Regions from separate parts of the Rattus norvegicus genome. Here region 2 is linked to region 1. A link is a contact called in public Hi-C data. All regions are on one chromosome and are shown on one strand. Each heading gives the region's core, a stretch centred on a gene start, on an enhancer-like site or on the middle of the called end of the contact. The rest is flanking DNA. Distances are from core to core; before and after follow the strand shown.

Region 1 (5,700 bases), core at 1,567-4,066:
GGCAGAGGCGGGCAGATCTCTGGGCGAGCTGCCGGTTGGCTAGCCAAATTTCAGCAGGAAGCCCAAGCCTCAAAACACAAACAGACACCCCCAATGCCTGAAGATGACACAGCTCTCCTCTGGCCTCAGCATGGACACATGCACGCCGGCTTCTACACACGGAACACGTGCACACACCCGCCCGTAACATCTCTGCCCATCTCCGCCCATAACGGCTTTTCTTAAAATGCTTTGCTAAAACTCGCTCACGTTCCCTGAGCTTCCCCTGAGGAGCTGCAGGAGCCGCCGTACTGCAAAGGCACTTCACAACCCTTCTGCGGTCCCATGGCTCTCTGACTGTAAAGAAGAGAGTAGAAAATGTAGTCTGGAGGGGTCCAGAGAAGAAGAGAAAGGAGCCTGGGGTGTGGTGTGTGGGCAGAGGCAGCAACAAAGTTCCTGACCCCCACAGGCATACATTAACTAGGGACCAGTGGTTGATTGTGACAAGCTCATGTGCTCCGTCATTGGAAACATGAGTTTGTGTCACAGAGAACAGCAGGGCAGATGTTAGTGGAAACCACTCCATGGATCTCATAATAATACTAGTAATAATTAATAACAGTGATAGAGAAGGGTGAAGCTTCACGCTGTCAGTTAAGAGAAAACATTTCTCTTCCTGTTTAAAGTCGCTGCATCCAGTGCGGTCACGGTACCCACAGGAGTCTGCAGAGCTCTTGAAACCCCACGTCCGAGACGAGGTGCACTTTACGTGCGAAACACCGACTGGTTTTCAACATGTGGGATGGAGAGCAAACGATCTCACAGAGCGCATCTTAAATCAAGTCCACACTGAGATAATGGCAATATTTTGGCTATAATGGATTGGATAAATATATCATTAAAATTAATTCCACATTTTCCTTTTTCAATGGCAGACGGCTTGTGTCATCTTCCGTATGGGTGATGCTGGTTTGGACGACAACATAATGTTAGGATCAGAGATGTCCTTGGTTGGGACTCAAAGGGTAAGCAAAACAGACCGACGTCTGAAGCTAGAACACAGTTATCGAAGATCACAACTCAAATGGTCCAATACAATGTAGGGTCCTATCTGCTGTAATGTCTGCTGTCACGAACACATGTTATTACCCCAGAATTTGCTGATGTGGGGTCTCAAAAAAGTTCAAATCTAGTAATATTGACTCGAGGTTACTAAACGTCCCGATAAGGCTGTTAGAACATTAAGTTCCTTAACTAAGGTACCAAGTGAAAACATGTTGGAGGAGGGAGAGAGGGAAAGAGGGAGGGAGGGAGGGAGAGAAGGAGGGAGGGAGGGAAGAAGGGAGGGGGAGAGGGAGAGAGGGAGGGAAAGAGGGAGAGAGGGAGGGAGGGAAAGAGGGAGAGAGGGAGAGAGGAGCTCTGACTCCTCCTGAGCTATTTTGACATGTTGATGACATGAGTTGGGTGTAGTGTTTTAATCATTTGGTGCAGACATGAGCATGAGAAAATGGAATTTGAGTGAGTTTGGCTAATCCCAAGTAGAAGTTTCCTGACCACAAATTGCCGAAAAAGTTTACAGTCTAACTGCGTTTGCCTTTTAGAGATTTCACTTGAAAGTAAGGAGAGGGGTCAGATACAGTCAGCCCTCAAGGCAAGAACATGACCTTCTTGGCATGGTCCAGCTGCCTCAGGTCCCACAATTTCACACGACACATTGCCAAGAAGCCCGGAGAAGTTGGATGAAAGAAAGAGGTTTCAGTTCTGGGAACTGTAGAGGAGACGAGCACTTTATCCAGTCATCCTTAGCATCCAAAGGACCAGCAAGAAAACAGGGTGACAGAAGAGGGACCTTGCTATGCACGCCTAGGGACAGGGGTTTGATTCCTGGAACCCACGCCAAGCTCTATGGAGAGAACCAGTTCTACGAAGTTGTTCTCTGATCTCCGTCTTCAGACCCACAATGCACATGCGTACACATATGCACTTGATAAAAAATAAATGTAGAAAGACCACCGGACATTGTGATGATAGTGGCTACTTAATACCGGGTCAGCCTAGCGTCTTGTTCTCCCGCATAGCCAGTCACAGGGTCTGAAATAAGAGTCCATTCCCTCTGGCTCCTCCACTTTGGTTTCTATGACGATGGCCATGAAGCACAGGAGCTAAGCAACCTATCAAAAGCCAAGCTCTCCTCCGCTGAACCCCTTCCTTTTATCTTCAAATGACCTGGATTATAACACACGAGAGCAGTAATGGTGGCTCCGGAAATAAATTCAGGCTAGACAGCGAGAGCTGCAGCTCAAGCACCTCAGGTTTTAGGCTGAGAGATGAAAACGATCACTGCAGCGTGAACAAGACATGCGACGGGTATTTTACTGTAGGATACTTATAAGGTGATCATTTTTAATGACATTTTTGGATGGGTTCAACCTACATGCAATGAAGCGCCCCGTCTGTGTGCCTCTGGTATGTTGGTGATAGCTGTAAAGGTTTTTTTTTTTTTTTTGGTCTTCCACCCAAGCGCTTTCATAGCATATGGTATACATATTTTAGCATCCGACCTTATAAACTCATGACCAACTGTCAGTAGACAGTTATCTAACACATGGGGTCGCCATAAAAAGCCTCCTTATTTGGGCAAAAGTCCTCGTCTGCACCGGTATCTCTGTATTTCCTCTCAGAAGAAATGTCTTTGGATTATTGGCTGTTCAGGAAACCCAGAGGCTTGCAAGTGTGGCGATTGAAAGGCCGCGAAATAAATCCTTAGCAAGTTAAAACACTTAGCTCGTCATTAGAACCATTTCTGGCTTTGTTAGCCTTAAGCAAACTCTCTATTGCCCTCTTGTGGTAAATCAGGGTGATGCACAGGGATGACCACAAAAACCCCAGGAACTAACAAGGTTTACTCAAACACAGGTAGGGCATTGATCTCGGAGGGACGCAAGTGTGAACCACAACTTTAGGCTGTTTCAATATGCATTTTAATTTACATTTAGTAGGCCTCCTTCAGGATGCCAGGAGTTGTGAGGTGAGGTTGGTGGGGCTTGTATAGGAGGTGTAGAACAATGTATCCCAGGAAGGTAACAGAGTCACTGTATCTGTGGCTATAGCTGTTCTATTTTTGTGGCCAATTGATTTTAACGAGTTTTATAACCGTAAAAAAGATCATGCCCACATTTTAAAAGTTCCTTCATAACCAAAAATAGGCTGATACTCCAATTGGCTTGGAATTACAGGAACCAAGGAAAGATGTCTGAATAACTCCCTAATAAGGAAGAAAAGCCACTAAAAACAAAAAAGGCCAGTTCATTTGTTTCTAACAATAGGCAGTATAGAGAAACTTGGAATTTATAAGACCAAGGAAAGGACTAAGCTGTATCATTCCATGAATAATAATAATAATAATAATAATAATAATAATAATAATAATTCTAAATCCTATAATCAGTTGTGCAATTGGTGCTTAATTTGATTTTTAAATTTCATTTCCAATCTATGTGGTGTAATTTTGGACAATTTCCTACTGAATGGGCCTGTTCGCCCCCAAAAGCAAATAAACTTGGTATTAAAACAAACCAAGCAGCTAAAAAAAGAAGTTGGGGGGATCCAAAACTGCAGAGCCCAGGACACAAAAAGCAAACCCTCTCTCCTCCAATTACCAGCCAAGGCACTGGCTTTTTAAATAAAGCTACTTCCCCCTGCCCAGCGTGAACCCAAATGTTCTGTAATTCCAAGATGATTTTAGGAGCGGATTTATCTTGACTTGGCCTCGACTCCAGTTTTGCAGCAACAGTTGTTTGGCTTTCGACTTTGAATTGACAAAGTCCTTAAAGTAACTCTACCATAAAATTAAACAGCTGTGTCTTCTTTAGCAAAACATGACTGACTGCTCTTATGTGTGCGCTGCGGCGCAAGCTCAAAAAGTGCCCTTTCTTTCATGTCCTTTTACTAAAAAAAAAAAAAAAAAAAAAAAAAATTCCAAAATAATTTCTCTAGTTAGCCTTGTTTCTCTTTAAAAGACAACAACAACAACAATGGAGGGGCCTCTGATGTGCATCTACTTCTAAGCACAGGCGTTTACACACCGGACTCTCGCTCAAAGGGCTTTTGTTTAATTCCTATTATGGTAGGAAATATGATATGCTGCCCCCCCAGTAGAATAACAAGCCCGCATGGCAGAAAGACAGACATGTTTGTTGCTTTCACAGATGGGAAGACTGAACTTTAAATGGCGGACGGTAGAGGAAAAAGCGTTTACAGAGGCTACGATTAAATTTAGAATTTGACTCCTGGCCCAGGTCTTGAACCAGAACCGTGTGAAGGCTCCCATTCTTTGGGATCAACAGAAGAACAATTCGAAAACATTCTTTTGGGGTTATTAAGTATTGCTTCAGGCTCCGGGAAGTAAGGGTGTGGGCGGGGCCTGGACACAATACCACGCTTCTAGGTGCCACTCCTTGCAACATAACTCCAGGGAGGGATGGCTTGGTTTCGCTGCCAGTATTCTAGGATCACCCAGAGGCTCCTAGCACAGAGGCTAGGATTAAATTGACAATCTGACACCTGGCCCAGGTCTCGAACCAGAACCGTGTGAGGTCTGTCATTCTTTGAGATGAACAGAACGATTTGTTCTAGATTTGAGGGTTCTTTAAACACTGCACTGAAATGCAGAGTGGGAGAGCTGGTAAGACACGAAGTGTGGGGAGACACGCTTGGGAGACCAAGTGGATCGAAACAGAAGACCGTGGTGGGGAGTTGGAGTGTTACGAGCTCTGACTGCTGAGTTCTGGGTCATTTACAGAGCAATGCCGTGCGCAGCTCAAAGAGCTGGGGAGATGGTTCCGTTGGTAAAGGGGTTACTGCAGAAGCACAAGGACCTGAGATCAGATCTCCAGAAATCAGGCGAAAAGTAGGGCGTCATAGGTGCAGACATGACCTACCCTGCGATTCTTCAGGCCCTTCTCCAGCTGTGTGTGGGGTGCCTTTGTCCACAGACACTCGCTCTGGTTTCTTGTACCCACCACAGATTGCGTGTGTCTCAGCGAACTCTTGAAGTGATGCTAGGTGCTTTACATACAGCGAGGGGGACACAGAACTCTGTATCAGGTTTTGAAACCAATGCCTGTCACTTAATATGCCTGCATGCGTGTGTACGTGTAGGTGTGTGGGGTGCCCTCATAGGTCAGAGGGCATCTGGATCCTCTGGGGCTGGAGTAGTAACAGGTGGTTGTTAGCTGGTCATGGGTGCCAGGAACTGAACTCAGGTCCTCTGTAAGACCAGTAACTTCTTTTAACCACCCAGCCATCTTTCCATCCTCCAGCATAGAGCGGTCTTTGTTAAATCGCTCGGATTGCTACCGTACAAACACCTCTAAAGAGGGAAGGCGGCTGGGCTACGTCGGCTGCTTATCTTTGTGCCTGCAGCACTTGCCCTCCATTGTGATTGCTATTAAGTAGGGGAAGTGTGAGTAGCGCCTACAGAGATGCCTACTGGTCTCGGGAGCTTCTAGCCCAAGAAGAGTCAGAACACCTAAGAGAAAACAAAATGTTTTCGTGGGGAAGATGTTCTACCTTGTGGGCTTTTTAAAGACCTCCATCACTACAAAGCTGCATTTAAAAAACCAAAAAACCAAACCAAACCAAAACAAAACAAAACAAAAAAAAAAAAAAAAAACCAACAAAAACATTCTTGCAGATGTCAATCTGGGCACATCGATAACA
Region 2 (5,700 bases), core at 2,081-4,580, 280 kb before region 1:
CTGGAGGTAGAGGCAGGACTTTATTGAAAGGGAGGAAAAGAGGGAGGGAGAAAGAAAGGGAGGAAGAGAGGGACGGACAGAGGGAAGGTGGGAGGCTGAGGAGCCTCTCGGTGGGTTAAAAACCTTGCTACCAAGCTTGTCTATGCGTTTGATCCCTAGAACCCACATACATCGCTGAAGCAAAGAACCAACTCCCGAATGCTGTCCTCTGACGTCCAGACCTCCACCTATGAACTTCTACATGTGTGCACACATACGAAGAATCGCTAAATAAACTAATAGAAAAACATAGACAAGCTATAGTAAAGAAACCCAAACGCCAAAGAGAGCGATATGTTAATATTTTGGGTGTATAATATGACGATCCATATATCTGTGCAAAACATGGACAAAAATAGCTAACTTGGCTGACCAGTCATTTTCTATAGATAGTATTTAATTAAGTATTCTGGAGATGACATACTTTAGTACATCTTTTATGGCTTTGCCTGTAAAGTATATGGCATCACAGACGAAGACAACAGATCAAAAGAAATTCTTTTTTCCCCCCTTTTGACTTTTGTAGCTTAAGGACTTGAACATTGCTGGGGGTTGGATGAAAATGTGGCTGCGAAGGGACGTGGTAAAAATAACTTTTGTGCTAGTAAGCAGAATGGATGTGAATTGGTACTGATGTCGATCTCTGCCAACGGACTGGCTTCCCTCAGACTTTGCAGGTGCCTTAAGTGTGGCAGCTCCTGCCACTTCGTTGTCTCACCACTGTCCTTCCATTGCCTGAAAATTAGTTGCTAGGAGTCCTCAGCCTCCTGGCGGGAGAGCCTTATACCATTCTAGAGGTCACCTGCATCATCCCTCAGACACCAGCTACCAGTGAGCGCATGCGCTCTCAGACAATCATACCTAAGGCACCTGTGTGGCCAAACGGACCCTCTTCATTGAGAGGATAATTACAAATGTAAAGTCATCAGAAAATAAGTTGATTCCGAGCATCAGGAAACCTGGGCTCTGGGCTGAGAGCCTGATTAAGTCCTCACCTGTTTGAAAACTCATTTTGGGGTGGGGGAGGGGCGTTGTTGTAGTCCTTCCCAATCTCCCTAGCAAGGACACAAGTTTGGACGTTCGGGAAACATTCAGTAACATGCCATCCAGCTTAACTTTGCTCAGCGATCCTTCAACACATCATCACGCTCCTCTCTCTATGTTTCTCCCTCTAAATTAGAGAAGAATCAAAAACTCAAGTTAGGTTATGGGTCAGAAGTATTGGGGAGGGGGTAGCCTGATCTAAGATATAGTGTTGAAGGACATTACCTTGGGTACACCCCACCTGAGAGAGTCAAGGTCTGTTTGTTGCTCTTTTTCTTCATCGACACCACCTCTCAGAAAGAACCGGGTCCATTCACTCGTTCTAGAGTTTAAACGGGTCACGTGGTCCGAGCCAGGGCAGGCTCCACAGTGCGCTGGTCCGGAGGACTTAAACTCGATTCTCAGCACCCGCTCCACTGATTTGCATTCAGCTCACCTGGGTAAGGCTGTGTTGCCCCAGTTTTAACAAGTACTCGACGTGATGTTCTCCGCGAGATGTTCTCGTTCAAGGAAGTTTGGGAAATGTCGGTCTAGGTACGCAACCCTTTACCAAATGAAGAAACTGAAGCTTGGGTAGACATCTGGAACTAACAGCTCTTCAAGCACCTTCCGTTTTAATCTGGAAGTTCTCCTACATCCGCCATTCCTATTTTTTTTTTCTTTTTTTCGGAGCTGGGGACCGAACCCAGGGCCTTGCGCTTGCTAGGCAAGCGCTCTACCACTGAGCTAAATCCCCAACCCCCCGCCATTCCTCTTTTTGTGATTTGTTTCCGTGTGTGTGTGTGTGTGTGTGTGTGTGTGTGTGTGTGTATGTATGTATGTTTAAAGGTAAGTGTGTGCACTTCTGCATGTAGGTGCCCTTGAGGAGTCTAGAAGAGAAACTCAGATCCCCTTAGAACTGGAGTTAAAGGCAGTTCTGAGCTGCCCAACATGAAGGAACTGGATTCAAGTCTTCTGCAAGTCTTCTGTATCTGCTTCTTTGAATTGCCCACTGTCTCAGTCAGGGTTTCTGTTCCTGCACTGACATCGTGACCAAGAAGCAAGTTGGGGAGGAAAGGGTTTATTCAGCTTACACTTCCACATTGCTGTTCATCACCAAAGGAAGTCAGGACAGGAACTCAAGCAGGTCAGGAAGCAGGAGCTGATGCAGAGGCCGTGGAGTGATGTTGCTTACTGGCTTGTTCCCCTGGCTTGCTCAGCTTACTTTCTTATAGAACCCAAGACCACCAGCCCAGGGATGGCACCACCCACAATGGGCCCTCCCACCCTTGATCACTGAGTGAGAAAATGCCTTACAGTTTGAAGGGAGCCTCAGGGAGGCTCTTTTCTCTGCAAGAACTCCAGCTTGTGTCAAGTTGACACACACACAACCAGCCAGTACACCGACCATCTCGCCAGACCAGGTCCACCCATTTTCCATTTTATGAAGAAGAAAAAGGAGGAGGAGGAGGGGGAGGAGGAGGAAGAGGAGGAGGAGGAGAGGAAGAAGGAGAAGGAGAAGAAGAAGAAGAAGAAGAAGAAGAAGAAGAAGAAGAAGAAGAAGAAGAAGAAGAAGAAGAAGAAGAAGAAGAAAAAGAAGAAGAAGAAGAGGAGGAGGAGGAGGAGGAGGAGGAGGAGGAGGAGGAGGAGGAGGAGGAGGAGGAAGGGGGAGGAGGAAGGGGAGAAGAAGAAGGAGAAGAAGAGGAGGAGGAGGAGGAGGAGGAGGAGGAGGAGGAGGAGGAGGAGTCGTCGTCTACACTGAACACACAGAGTGAGAACGAGAGGATTGGGAACTCCCCACTGTGGTTCTACTTCCTTAGTATTTCCAAGGAAACTCTAGGCTGACTATTCTCAATACCCCCTATTTCTGAAGTAACCAGATTTCCACCCTCAGTATATTTGAGGCCCACACTGGATTTTGGGTTTTAAAAATGAAGCCTGTAAGTGACATCTTGGGACACTCCTTGGTCCTCTGTTGGGGCTCCTGGATTCCACTTTGGATTCCCATCAGGACCATTTCAGCTCTAGGTGGGTAAAGAAGATGATGAGGTGCTCAGAGCGAGTTCCTCTCAGCAGCAGCAGCAACTGAGAGGCATTTCTCTTGTGCTGTCGGTTCCCAAGGCCATCTGCGCATGAGCAATGTGGAGCCTTCACCTGCGCATGAGCACTGTGGAGCTTTTCCCAAGAAGGACATCAGAGTTAGTGTGTGCATACTAAAGGCTTGACACTTGAAATCAACAGACCGAAATATCCCGCCAGCCCCAATTGTTATGCAACCGAGCTGAGAGCAGGTGAATCAGCAGCCGTGATGGCCAAAGTCAGTGAGTCATCTACTGTCTGAAGGAAGTCACTTTCGGAACCCAACTTCTGGGGCTTCCAAAAACTCCTTAGTGACTTCAGTAACTCACAAGCTCTAGTGGAGTTATCTTGGCCCTTTTATGTACCCCTTGGGTATTTGGGTTTGAGTGTGTGTGTGTGTGTGTGTGTGTGTGTGTGTGTGTGTGTGTGTTTATTTACTTTTTTGTTGTCATTGTTATTGGTTTTGTTTGATTAAAGCCGGGTCTTCCGTAGCCCAGGCTAGCCTCAAACGCATTAGGTAAGCAAGAGTGACCTTCAATTTCTGATATCCCGCCCCACCTCCATCTCCCAAGGATTCCAGTATGTGCCACTACACCAAGGTTGTGTGGTACTGGAGATGGAACCAGGGGCTTCACGCACGATAGAAAAGCATTCTGTCAGTGAAACCACCTCCCCAGTTCAACCCGTTTAATTCCTCTTTGGAGAAGTCTCAGATGAACTTAGATCAAGCCTCTCTGTGGAGTAGCTCATACTCAGCAAAGTGTACTTCTTTTTGGCTTGATTCCCCTGCTAATCTGGGCCTTTGGAGGAAACACAGAGTGTTGAGAGGTTTTCCTGGATCACATTCTTAGACTCGTTAAGCCTTGTAATGACTGGAGACAGAGCGCCAAATCTGGGCTTACTAGGAGAGTGCTTGAAGTAAATCTTAGGGTTTAAAACGGAATGTGCTAGGGCTAGAGAGATGGCTCAGTGCTTGCGAGCATTTTTCTGCTCTTCCAGGGGACCTAAATGTGGTTCCCACCTCTCTTGGACAATTCACAAAGGTGCACAACTCCAGTTCCAGGAGATCTCACACCCTCTTCTGGCCTCTGCATGAACATGCACACACATATAAAAAACTAGAAATAAAAAATAAATGTTTAAGGGGCTGTAGACACAGTTTGGTGGCTAAGGGGGCACACTGCTCCTCCAGAGGTCCTAGGGTCAGTTCACAGCACCCACATCTGGCTGTTCACAGCCACTTGTAAGCTCAAGACACTCTGACACCCTCTTCTGGCCTCCTAGGGTACTTCAGACATATGATACACACACAGGCTTGGGCACACACATAGGATAAACATGTAAGTAAATATTTTTTTTCCAAAAGACATTTAAAATAGAATGTTCTGGAGACAGATGCTTTTTCCTATGATTTAAAGCAAGGTTGTTCCCAATGAGTCTTTTTGACCTTACTAACTGACGTATTTGGAAGCCATCCTGACCTTTAACTGTCTCTGAATTGGCTCTTTCAAACTTCTCCACCCTTTGTCATTCGACTAGCACTGGCCTCTCTATTATGTTGAACATTGACAGTTCTGCAAAATTGGATCAAATAGGCGTACTAATTGCAGAAATGCCATTGGTCCCATTTAATGTTTAAAATCCCATTCTTATATTCCAAAGTTTGTCCTGTTTTGCTTCGTTCTCATTGATGAAAGATCATGGCATTACACATACCTTGTGTGTGTGTGTGTGTGTGTGTGTGTGTGTGTGTGTGTGTGAGAGAGAGAGAGAGAGGGAGAGAGAGAGGGAGAGAGAGAGGGAGAGAGAGAGAGAGAAAGACAGAGAGACAGAGACAGAGAGAGAGAGAGAGAGAGAGAGAGAGAGATCATGGATATATAGGTGCTCATGTGTATGTGTTTAGAGGCCAAAGGTCAATTTCAAGTGTCAATCTTTTGATATCTACTGTGGGTTTATTTGTTTGTTTGAGACAGGGAGTCTCATTGGCCTGGATCTTACTGATGTGACAAGGCTTCTGGGCCAGTGACTTCCGGGCCTGTGAGCCACGGACATTTTCCTGTCTCCATCTCCCAGGTACCTGCCACCAAGCCCCGCTTTTAAAGTGGGTTCTAGGGATCGAACATGGGTCTTCCTGCTTGTGTGCAGCAAACATTGCCTTCTGCAAGCTCACGTGTACATTTTAACCTAGAGGTTTATCCTAAATACAAACTCTGTTAAGTCCCATGATCTACACTAGCTATAGTAACCGCTACCATTGAAAACACAGTGTGTAAATTTGAAAAGTAATGTGGAAGTAACAGGTACAAAGACATATATTAGGTCATATTTATATAGCACGTAACAGGTATAAAGATGTGGATTATGTCACTGCTTTTAAAAGAAGCAGAAAGATCTCTACTCACTGATATGGAAATGTGTTGAAAAAAATAGTGTAAAGTGAAACAAGAATCGTATACATGTATGTGTATACACACACATGTGTATTGTATGTATGTATGTATGATGTATGTGTGTGTCTGAGGCTCCATATGAGTTTGACATGTTTTTATACGTTTATAT

Evidence for each region. A called contact is a pair of places that touch in the nucleus more often than the background predicts.
Region 2: a contact with region 1 is called in a Hi-C map of the A7r5 cell line, with 6 times the contacts expected there. The contact joins two enhancer-like sites. A contact is called at or near these places in 9 of 12 Hi-C or Micro-C datasets (the A7r5 cell line, the Rat2 cell line, Schwann cells and 6 more).

Annotation. Positions count from the first base shown.
Region 1 is chr20:20,430,492-20,436,191 of GRCr8, reverse strand. The region is part of intron 4 of Arid5b (AT-rich interaction domain 5B); the gene reads right to left. Among named protein-coding and RNA genes, the nearest start is that of Arid5b, 130 kb to the right of the region's middle. Within about 2 kb of position 2,816, at least 12 of the 93 cell types and tissues checked have an H3K27ac peak or open chromatin away from gene starts, as enhancers often do. A contact at or near this core is called in the A7r5 cell line, where this site is marked.
Region 2 is chr20:20,706,026-20,711,725 of GRCr8, reverse strand. No RefSeq gene overlaps it. Among named protein-coding and RNA genes, the nearest start is that of Zfp365, 44 kb to the right of the region's middle. Within about 2 kb of position 3,330, at least 12 of the 93 cell types and tissues checked have an H3K27ac peak or open chromatin away from gene starts, as enhancers often do. A contact at or near this core is called in the A7r5 cell line, where this site is marked.